Regions from separate parts of the Zea mays genome. Here regions 1 and 3 are each linked to region 2. A link is a contact called in public Hi-C data. All regions are on one chromosome and are shown on one strand. Each heading gives the region's core, a stretch centred on a gene start, on an enhancer-like site or on the middle of the called end of the contact. The rest is flanking DNA. Distances are from core to core; before and after follow the strand shown.

The links. Hi-C and Micro-C count contacts between places; a contact is called where the count stands out from the background.
Region 1: a Hi-C map of leaf shows a contact between it and region 2, with 4 times the contacts expected there. The contact joins the promoter of LOC103633287 here to the promoter of LOC100193205 in region 2. A contact is called at or near these places in 5 of 25 Hi-C or Micro-C datasets (bundle sheath, ear, leaf and 1 more).
Region 3: a Hi-C map of ear shows a contact between it and region 2, with 1.6 times the contacts expected there. The contact joins the promoter of LOC100192833 here to the promoter of LOC100193205 in region 2. A contact is called at or near these places in 2 of 25 Hi-C or Micro-C datasets (ear and leaf).

The regions. Positions count from the first base shown.
Region 1 is chr7:165,866,919-165,869,618 of Zm-B73-REFERENCE-NAM-5.0, forward strand. It overlaps LOC103633287 (serine/arginine repetitive matrix protein 1), which reads left to right and starts at 1,423. Exons shown (of 6, transcript XM_008654994.2): 1 at 1,423-2,700. The coding sequence starts at 1,632.
Region 2 is chr7:166,043,075-166,045,774 of Zm-B73-REFERENCE-NAM-5.0, forward strand. It overlaps LOC100193205, which reads left to right and starts at 1,287. Exons shown (of 2, transcript NM_001138358.2): 1 at 1,287-1,635; 2 at 2,633-2,700. The coding sequence starts at 2,689. It also overlaps the pseudogene LOC103633288.
Region 3 is chr7:166,221,927-166,224,626 of Zm-B73-REFERENCE-NAM-5.0, forward strand. LOC100192833 reads right to left here and starts at 1,254. Exons shown (of 9, transcript NM_001254768.2): 1 at 1,144-1,254; 2 at 881-1,016. The coding sequence starts at 1,247.

The DNA.
Region 1 (2,700 bases), core at 173-2,672, 180 kb before region 2:
GAGGGTACCCCTGATTTAGGGTACCGACAAGGACTAAATAGAATACTACTTACTAATGGACCTTCATAGCTACAATGAATAAGATAAAAACTCCACTAGAACTAGAAAATTATATACAAAATTACGTTTTGGTGCAAACCTACTAACAAAAATTTCAAACAATTCTGAAAAAATACACGAATGTACATATGAGCTTACCTCATCTATGTAAAATTTCATGGTCAAATTCATCTTACTCTAGCAGTTATAAAAAAGACAAAATTTCTGACAAACAGTGAAAGTTTAAAATTTGTCTTTTTTTTAACTGTTAGAGTAAGATGAATTTGACCATGAAATTTTGTATATAGATGAGGTAAGCTTAGATGTATATTCTTGTTTTTTTAGATTTTTTTGAAACTTTTTTAAAAAGTCTGTACGAGGTTTGCACGAAAATACGGTTTACATTCAATATATTCCCTTTCTGGGAGGCCCAAATCTATCGGCTCTTCATAGTAGTCAGGTCCGTGATGTTTCATGGGCTAGTCTCTTAGCACAGTTCCACAAGTTACGAATTCAAACGAGGAAACTCTATAGTCTGCCACCGTTCGATCCTGGTCCAGCACGGTCCACATCACGCGCAGCTTACCCCTAAATCGCCGATAAATGTTTTGTATGCAGGCGAAAAATCTCTCCCATAATTCCTAGTTTGGCAACTTTATCTTCATAAGAGATTCTAATTTTTCAAGTGAAATTAGTGAATCCCTTAAAAAACGAGGTTGACAAACTAGTCCTAGTTGATTTCATAAGGTTTACTGGTTTAGTTTAGAAACCCATTTATTTAAGAGATTTTCATTTTTGCTCGCCCCGTTTGGATCACTGGAATTGAATTATATTCTAATAATAGTAATTTAGACATATATTAACTAAGCTAATTTGATTTTATACAATATATGTTTGTACACTATTATTAGCAAGATGTCAGAGATATTTATACGCTACATTTTTGCTATAGAGGAGTGAATTGAAGAACGTTCTATAAATTACAGAATATAAAAAATTCTACTAATACATAAAATTATTTCCCATCCCCCACCCAATAAATTTGAGATAGACCTATATCTGAACTTTAGAAACCGGTGAAATGTCAAATTCCAAGCTAAATATATTACTTTATTAAATTAAATTCCAATTCCTCTAAAATGAAGGAATACAAACGACCGTAAGATAAATTAGTTTATTTTTTCTTAAAAAACAAGAATCCTTTTGAAAAAAATAAGATTAGCAAACTAGCCTTAATAAAAGAAACCTCTCTAGTCCCCTCACATTGTATACAATCTCAGCCACCCCATCTCAATCCCACGGCTGGGCGCTCCCTCCCTCCCTCCCCCCACCCACTCACACACACGACCTTGAATAACTTCCTACTGCTTTCGAATCGCCAGTAACTGCCCCCTGTTCCTGTTAAAGCTTTTGCATCCGACGATGTGCCTCTGACTAGTCAGAGAGCGGGCCCCATGCACGCAGCCCTCTTTACCCCCATCCGCAGCCCGCGCTTGTGTCCTTCTCCGCGAGCCAGTACACGCACCACTTCCCCCCTTCGATCTAGCCATCCCAACTCCGCCGACTCGCTGGAACCCTAGCCAGCCGCCGCCATGCCGCCGCGCCGCGGTAGAAGGAAGGGGAAGGGCAGGGCAAAGCCAAGAGCGAAGGCCACCGAGCCCGAGCCTGAGCTAGAGGAAGCCGCCGATTCCGAGATCGAGGCGGGGGACGCGAAGGCGGAGGAGTCCGGCGAAGCGAAAGAAGATGAATCGGCAAGCGACGCCGAGTCCATGGATGCAGATGCCAACGAGGAAGCCGTCGAGAACGGAGCGGATGAGATGGATGCGGAGCCTGAAGCCAAAGCCGAGCCGGAAGCGGTAGCCACCGAGGCGGAAGCGAAACCTGACGTCTCGGATGCCGAGGATGAAGAAGCCGGTGAAACGTGCTCCGACCGCGAAGCAGATGCCAAGGATGTTGATTCGAAGGCCAAAGCGGAGGAGTCCGACGGCGAGGATGAGGAGGGAGCCACCGCCGAGACCGACGGCGAGGATGAGGAGGGAGCCACCGCCGAGACCGACGGCGAGAGTGAAGAGGAAGCCGCTGAGACGGGCGGCGAGAACGAAGAAGATGGTGGGGACTCCGACACCGAAGGTGATGCTGAGGAATCCCCTCCACCCCCTCCTTCCCGCAGCCGCCGCCGTAAGCGAGCGGCCACTCCCGATGATGAAGCAGAGGAGACCCCTACACCGTCGCGTCGCCGGCGCCGTCGGAAGTCGAGGCAGCGTGGTGACTCTCCGCCGCCACTTCCGGACCACCTCCGTTGCCGTCGTAGCGACGGGAAGAAGTGGCGCTGCTCGGGCCGTGCACTCCCAACTGTTAGCTTCTGCGAATACCACTACGCGAGGGCCAACAAGGGCAAGAAGCTACCAGCGGATGGAGAGCTCCTTGCTGTCGCTCTTCAGAGGCAGAAGAACAAGAGGAAGGGCAGGAGGAGAATCAATCCGTCGACGTCCCCTCAGGCAGCCACGAGTGACCGCCAGACCAGGGATCTCCCAAACGGACTGATGACGATCTTGCCAGGTAGCAGTGGACCTGCAGCACTGTCAACTCCTGTTACTACAAAAGTTGGTGTAGAAATTTCTGCACCGATGCAGCGGTGCTATCGATCCAAGAATGCTGAGC
Region 2 (2,700 bases), core at 37-2,536:
CAACTGGTGTTGAACTAGCTGGAGAGATTGTGGTAGACTACCCGGGGAAGAGGTGACCCTTATCCATAGAGGACCGCGTTTACTCGAATTCATTGGAGATAAGGCTTCAAAGAAGTGCCTTGATTGGCTTACTTCGAAGAAAGTAGACGTGCTCCTTCAGCAATCGGTTGACTTGGGCTCATTATCAGACACTGAGAAGGTGTACAAGACATCAGGCGGAGAAACAGTATAGCTGATTGCCACTTTGTATGCATTGGAAAGCCACTGAGTTCGTCGTGGCTACATGATACCATTCTAAAGGAATCCTTGGACAGCAAGGGGAGAGTAATGGTGGAAAAGGATTTAAGAGTGAAAGGTTTTAATAACATTTTCGCGATTGGTGACATCACAGATATTCCTGTAAGTTTTTCACTCCCAACTTGTAATTCTCCTTCTGCTCTGTTTACTCTGTTACTTTATTCAGGTTGGTTTTCTCATTGTCCCAACCACCATTCATTACTTGAATTTGTAGAGAATAGCAACCATTCGACCTAAACTGAAATACTAGCCAAATTTGTGCAGACTGAACTCGTAATTAGTGCATATCAATGTGGGCTGATTACTATCAGTTTCCCCAGCAGAACAAATTGAAAATTTGCACTTGGTGACTATTGGCTCACTTAAATGAGATTCTACCAAAACTCTGCAAAGCGTGAGTACTCTCCAATCTCTATTAGCGCACGTCTTTGTAGATGGATACATAGGCTTCCATAGTTCATTTCTTTTGCATGTGACACGCTTCGTTAAATGGTTACCCCTAAACCTCCTGCCATTTTGTCATCGTCCCATTCACACCCACGGGTGTAATACTAAATCATAATGACACATTAACACTAACATGACTTTTGTTCAACGAACACCACTGATATTTGAAATTTGAAAATCATCTCCTAGCTACTCCATTTACACCCATGCCCTTCCGGCATCTTGGCTGTTTGGTGTTAGATAATAGTATAAATGATAAATCTGCTGTGGTAACCAATGTCTTGGCAGTTGCTACTAGAGTTCATTTTTTTCTGTTACGTGATATGACAGTTCTCACTATCAAACTATAGGGGGTGTTTGGTTCCAAGGACTAAAGTTTAATTAGTTCGTGTCCGAATTGAATGTCTATTTACAAGTATTAAATGTAGTCCAATTATAAAACTAATTACATAGCTAAAGATTAAATGGCGAGAAAAATTTATTAAGCATAATTAATCTATGATTAGCAATCCCGAGCCCCCACCGCAATCGGGCGGGCGGAGCGCGACCGCCGCATACTCCGCTGCGCGCTCCGAGCTCAATTCCCCGCGCGCCCAGCCCCGAGCTCAATCCCCCGCGCGCGGCCCCGAGACTTAATATTCGTTCACCCGTCGATTCCGCCTCCGATCCCCTCCCTCCTTCCGTTGCGGAGACTCCCGCTTCTGCGGCGGAGGCCAAGCAGGAGTCGGTGTTGGAGACGGAGGAAACTAAGCAGGCGGTGGCAGCAGCAGCAGCAGCGGCAGGAGGTGTGCAGGCCATGGCGGTCACCGTAGTGCGGGACGTCGAGACGGGTCTGGACACGAGTACCAGCGACCAGGACGGCGACAAGCCTTCCTGGTTCACACCTAAGAGGTAATCCCCCCAACCCGTAGCAGAGCTCGATTGAGTACCATCGTCGTAGGCTCGGCTGTGGTAGGCTTTATCTGTTTCCGTTACATCTGGTTTGAGGAGCTCTGAGGGCGGTGTTGACCTTGGGTTTGGGCGATTTGCATGCTTGTTTGTTCTAAGGATTTTTTTGCTTCTCTTGAGCTCCAATTGGTCGTACTGGGACTCGATTTTGCTAGGTCTGAGAAATTGGGTTATCCGGGTTATCCGGAGCTCCAGTTCGACGTTGTGATGTAGCTCATTTGAGCTGTTGGGTTGCTTGGCAGCTGCTCGGGATTAACTTGAGCTTCTGGCGATGCTCAAGTGCGGTGGGATCTGAGCAGACCAGCGGAGGTAGCAGTTTAGTAGTTCGAACTGGAGCAACAAATCATTTGGTGCGGTGTGTTTCATTAGTTAATTCGGAGCTTGCTTGTCGCTCTGGTTGTTCCATTCGTGACTCAGAGTTCTCGAATTTCTACGTTTCTCCTCGTTTGCTCGCTTTCGTGGTATGGAATTGCGTTTTCAATTAAGTGTTCGCTCGATGCACTTTTTTTTATTAGGCAACTGCTGTGCTGGCAACCCTTTTCAGCGAGATAGCCAGATTGGTTAAATTTAGTTTACTGTGCATTGCAATTGGAAGGGACCTTTTTCAGTTGAGGTCAATTGTAGGCTGTAGCTTCTATTGCCTGTATATTCTGCTGAGATAGGGCGACCGTTGGATCCCAATATTATCGAGATGGAAGCTGGAGAATTGGTTATTTGGTTTCCCACATGTCCTCCGGTCATATGAGCATCTGATATGAAAGTTTGGTTCTGTTCTGTTGTATGGTTACTGCCTCTGAGTTGATTATTTAGTATTGTAATCGTATTCTCAGGATGCTGCTGAATTTTATTCATGTTTTCAAGCTCATCTTTTCTCATTTTTTTCTGTTGGGTTTCAACTGTAGCCTGACATGACTTATTGCCACAATCAACTGTTATGTAGTCTTTAGTACGAATTCTTCTAGGATTTTTGAACCAGGCCCGCCCTATTTTGGGGCCATGGGCAGCAAC
Region 3 (2,700 bases), core at 4-2,503, 180 kb after region 2:
AACCCCCCACCATCCTTCTCCTCTATGTACTTTCCCTTCTTAATGAAATGTCATGCAACAGACTTGCGTTATTCAATAAAAAAGGGAGAAAAATGGAATGTCTCTAGTTATGTAAAGGTCAATTGCTTTTCAACATCTCTAGTAAGTCCATGAACTACTAAGTGCAGAATCATTTTAATTTATTTTGTTTCACACTGATTACATAACAGCTCATGTTGATTAAGGTACAATGCAAGCTACTTATATGGCAAACACAAACTGAAATTGTATCTTAGACAATAGTAAGTAGTCCCTCCGTTCCAAATTACAAGACGTTTTGGCTTTTCTAGATTAATAATTTTTGTTATACACTTAGATATACAACATGTCTAGATACATAATAAAATCAATGTATCTAGAAAAGCCAAAACTTGTTATAATTTGGAATGAAGGAATGGTTTTGCTGAAGCTTGCAGGTGTGGAAAATCAATGCTACCAGGATCACAATCATTGGTAGGATTGTTTTAGTTTAAATAGACCCGACCATATGTGATTGGTCTTAATTATATAATTATGGGAGTGAAAAACTTTGCACAGTCACATTTCCCTGAAGAGTGAATCTTTTGCAACAAATCAGTTTAGGGCTGAAAACACTGCTTAGAATTGATAACCTGGTGCTCCAGAAATTACTACACCGTTTTCCCCTAAAGATCTATCCTTATGCAAACTAGTTGGTCGTTTATATAATTTTCTGTCCCAGCCACAAATTCTACGCGTGAGACATCACTGCCAACACCAAGTGATCCCACCAAACCGGAATTAATCCTCCGTAAGTATCTTTAAAATGCTCAAATCTCACCAGACAATTAAATCAGTAGGAGGGAAGATGAGGTCGACTCACGTCAACGCAGAGGCAGCAGGCGCGCTCGACGACGGCCACTGCCGCGGAGAGCTCGCGGTGGTGAGCGGCTCCCTCCGGCCGGAAGGGGAGTCCGTAAGCCCCCGCCGCAACTGACACCGCCGCATCCCCAGCCGCCCTATCCACGAACAAGCACTAGTGCCTAGTGAGAAAAGAGGCGGCGGCGGCGGGAATAAAAGAACTCGCGCACACGCTGTTGGGTAGGGTTAGGGTGCCCGGAGGGTCGTGACTGTGAGTTGGTTCACCTGACAGATAGGCAGATACGACGGGGAGACGACGGGAAGAACAGCCGACCTCGGCCGCCGACGAGGAGGCGGTGCGACGGGAGCGAGAGGTGGAGAAGCGGCATGGGGGTGTGTGGCGGGACCGACGGCAACGACTGCTATGCAGTGCTTATTTGAAAGCGTGCAAACAAAAGATCTGGTTCATTAGATTACGATCTAACCATAGATACAACTATGATTTGTTAGGAGTTTTTTATAAAGATTACGTAACCGAGAGTCTGAGATGCGCAGCGGAAATACGTATGTACTATTTCGGGCGGCAGTATATTCGTCCTTTTTTTTGTTTTTTAGCCTTTTCTATAGTCTAGTTTCACAACTCTATTTTTAGTCATTCTTATTTTTCTAAAAAAATAAACTATTTTTTCTTGAAAATATGAAATAGCTAAAATAGCCTTAAATAAAAATCAGGTTCAGATCTGTAATCTGTTATTATCGTGTTTGACCCTGGTGGCCATAAAATACGTTACTAAGGTTATACGGCTTGATGTAATAGGTCATACGTCTGAGATACCACGTCGCAAATAATAGACATTATTATACTATGACATGGTGCTAAGATCGATGTCGATCTACCATCATTGTTCTTAGCGTGTGCACATAGAAGCTGGTGGCCATAAAACCGATGGACAAACTAGCAATTAATTAAAATTGATGGACAAACTAACAATTAATTAAACACATAAAATATGTGTCGTGACATAATATTTTTAGAGTATGCACGATATTATTGTGAAGGTAAAACAATTAGAACAGAGTAAATCGGATGATTAACATAAAAGTAAATTAGTCAGTTGGTCGTGGGTTGCAACGGGTCACAACAATACCCACGTAAATTATCCACCAAAAAAATCTCAAGATTTTTTATTGATTGTCTTCGCTCTCTGCATAATATTTTTTGATTTGACTAATTGATGTTGTTGTTTACTGTTAGGGCGAAGGCGAAGACACTACCCCTCGCTCGAAGCCTTCGCCAGTCTCGCTACATCAACCCCTCGCTCGAAGCCTTCGCCGGTCTCGTTGCCTCAACGGAGGCAAAACGACTGGCACCTCCCACCCTTCGTCGAACACGAAGGCCCACGTGGAATTCGGCCCATTGTAACAGGCCCCGCGCGGCCGGTTGTATTACGGGCCCGATTTGTAAACGCTTTTATGTAATGACGGTCTGTAACCCCGCTTTATGAGAATATTCCGGGGATGACCTAGGCGCTTGAGAGCACATGTGTCCTTAAACCGAGACGCTGGGCGCTCAGGCGCCTATAAATACCCCCGTACAGTGCCCTTGAGGGGCTAGATTAACAAAGCAATTGTTGCCTCCAATCAAACCGTGTTCCCGCCTCACTCAACCCCCTGTTGGAAACAACCTGTCCGAGAACGCGAGTTCCAACATTGGTGCCCACCGTTCGTGCTACGAAAAATCACCCGCGATGGCACCCAAAAGAGCTAACTCGAAGGCAGCCCCATCCGTCGACGAAGCAGCGAAGGCAGCCCTGCTAGCTAAGAAAAAGGGCAAGGCCCTCG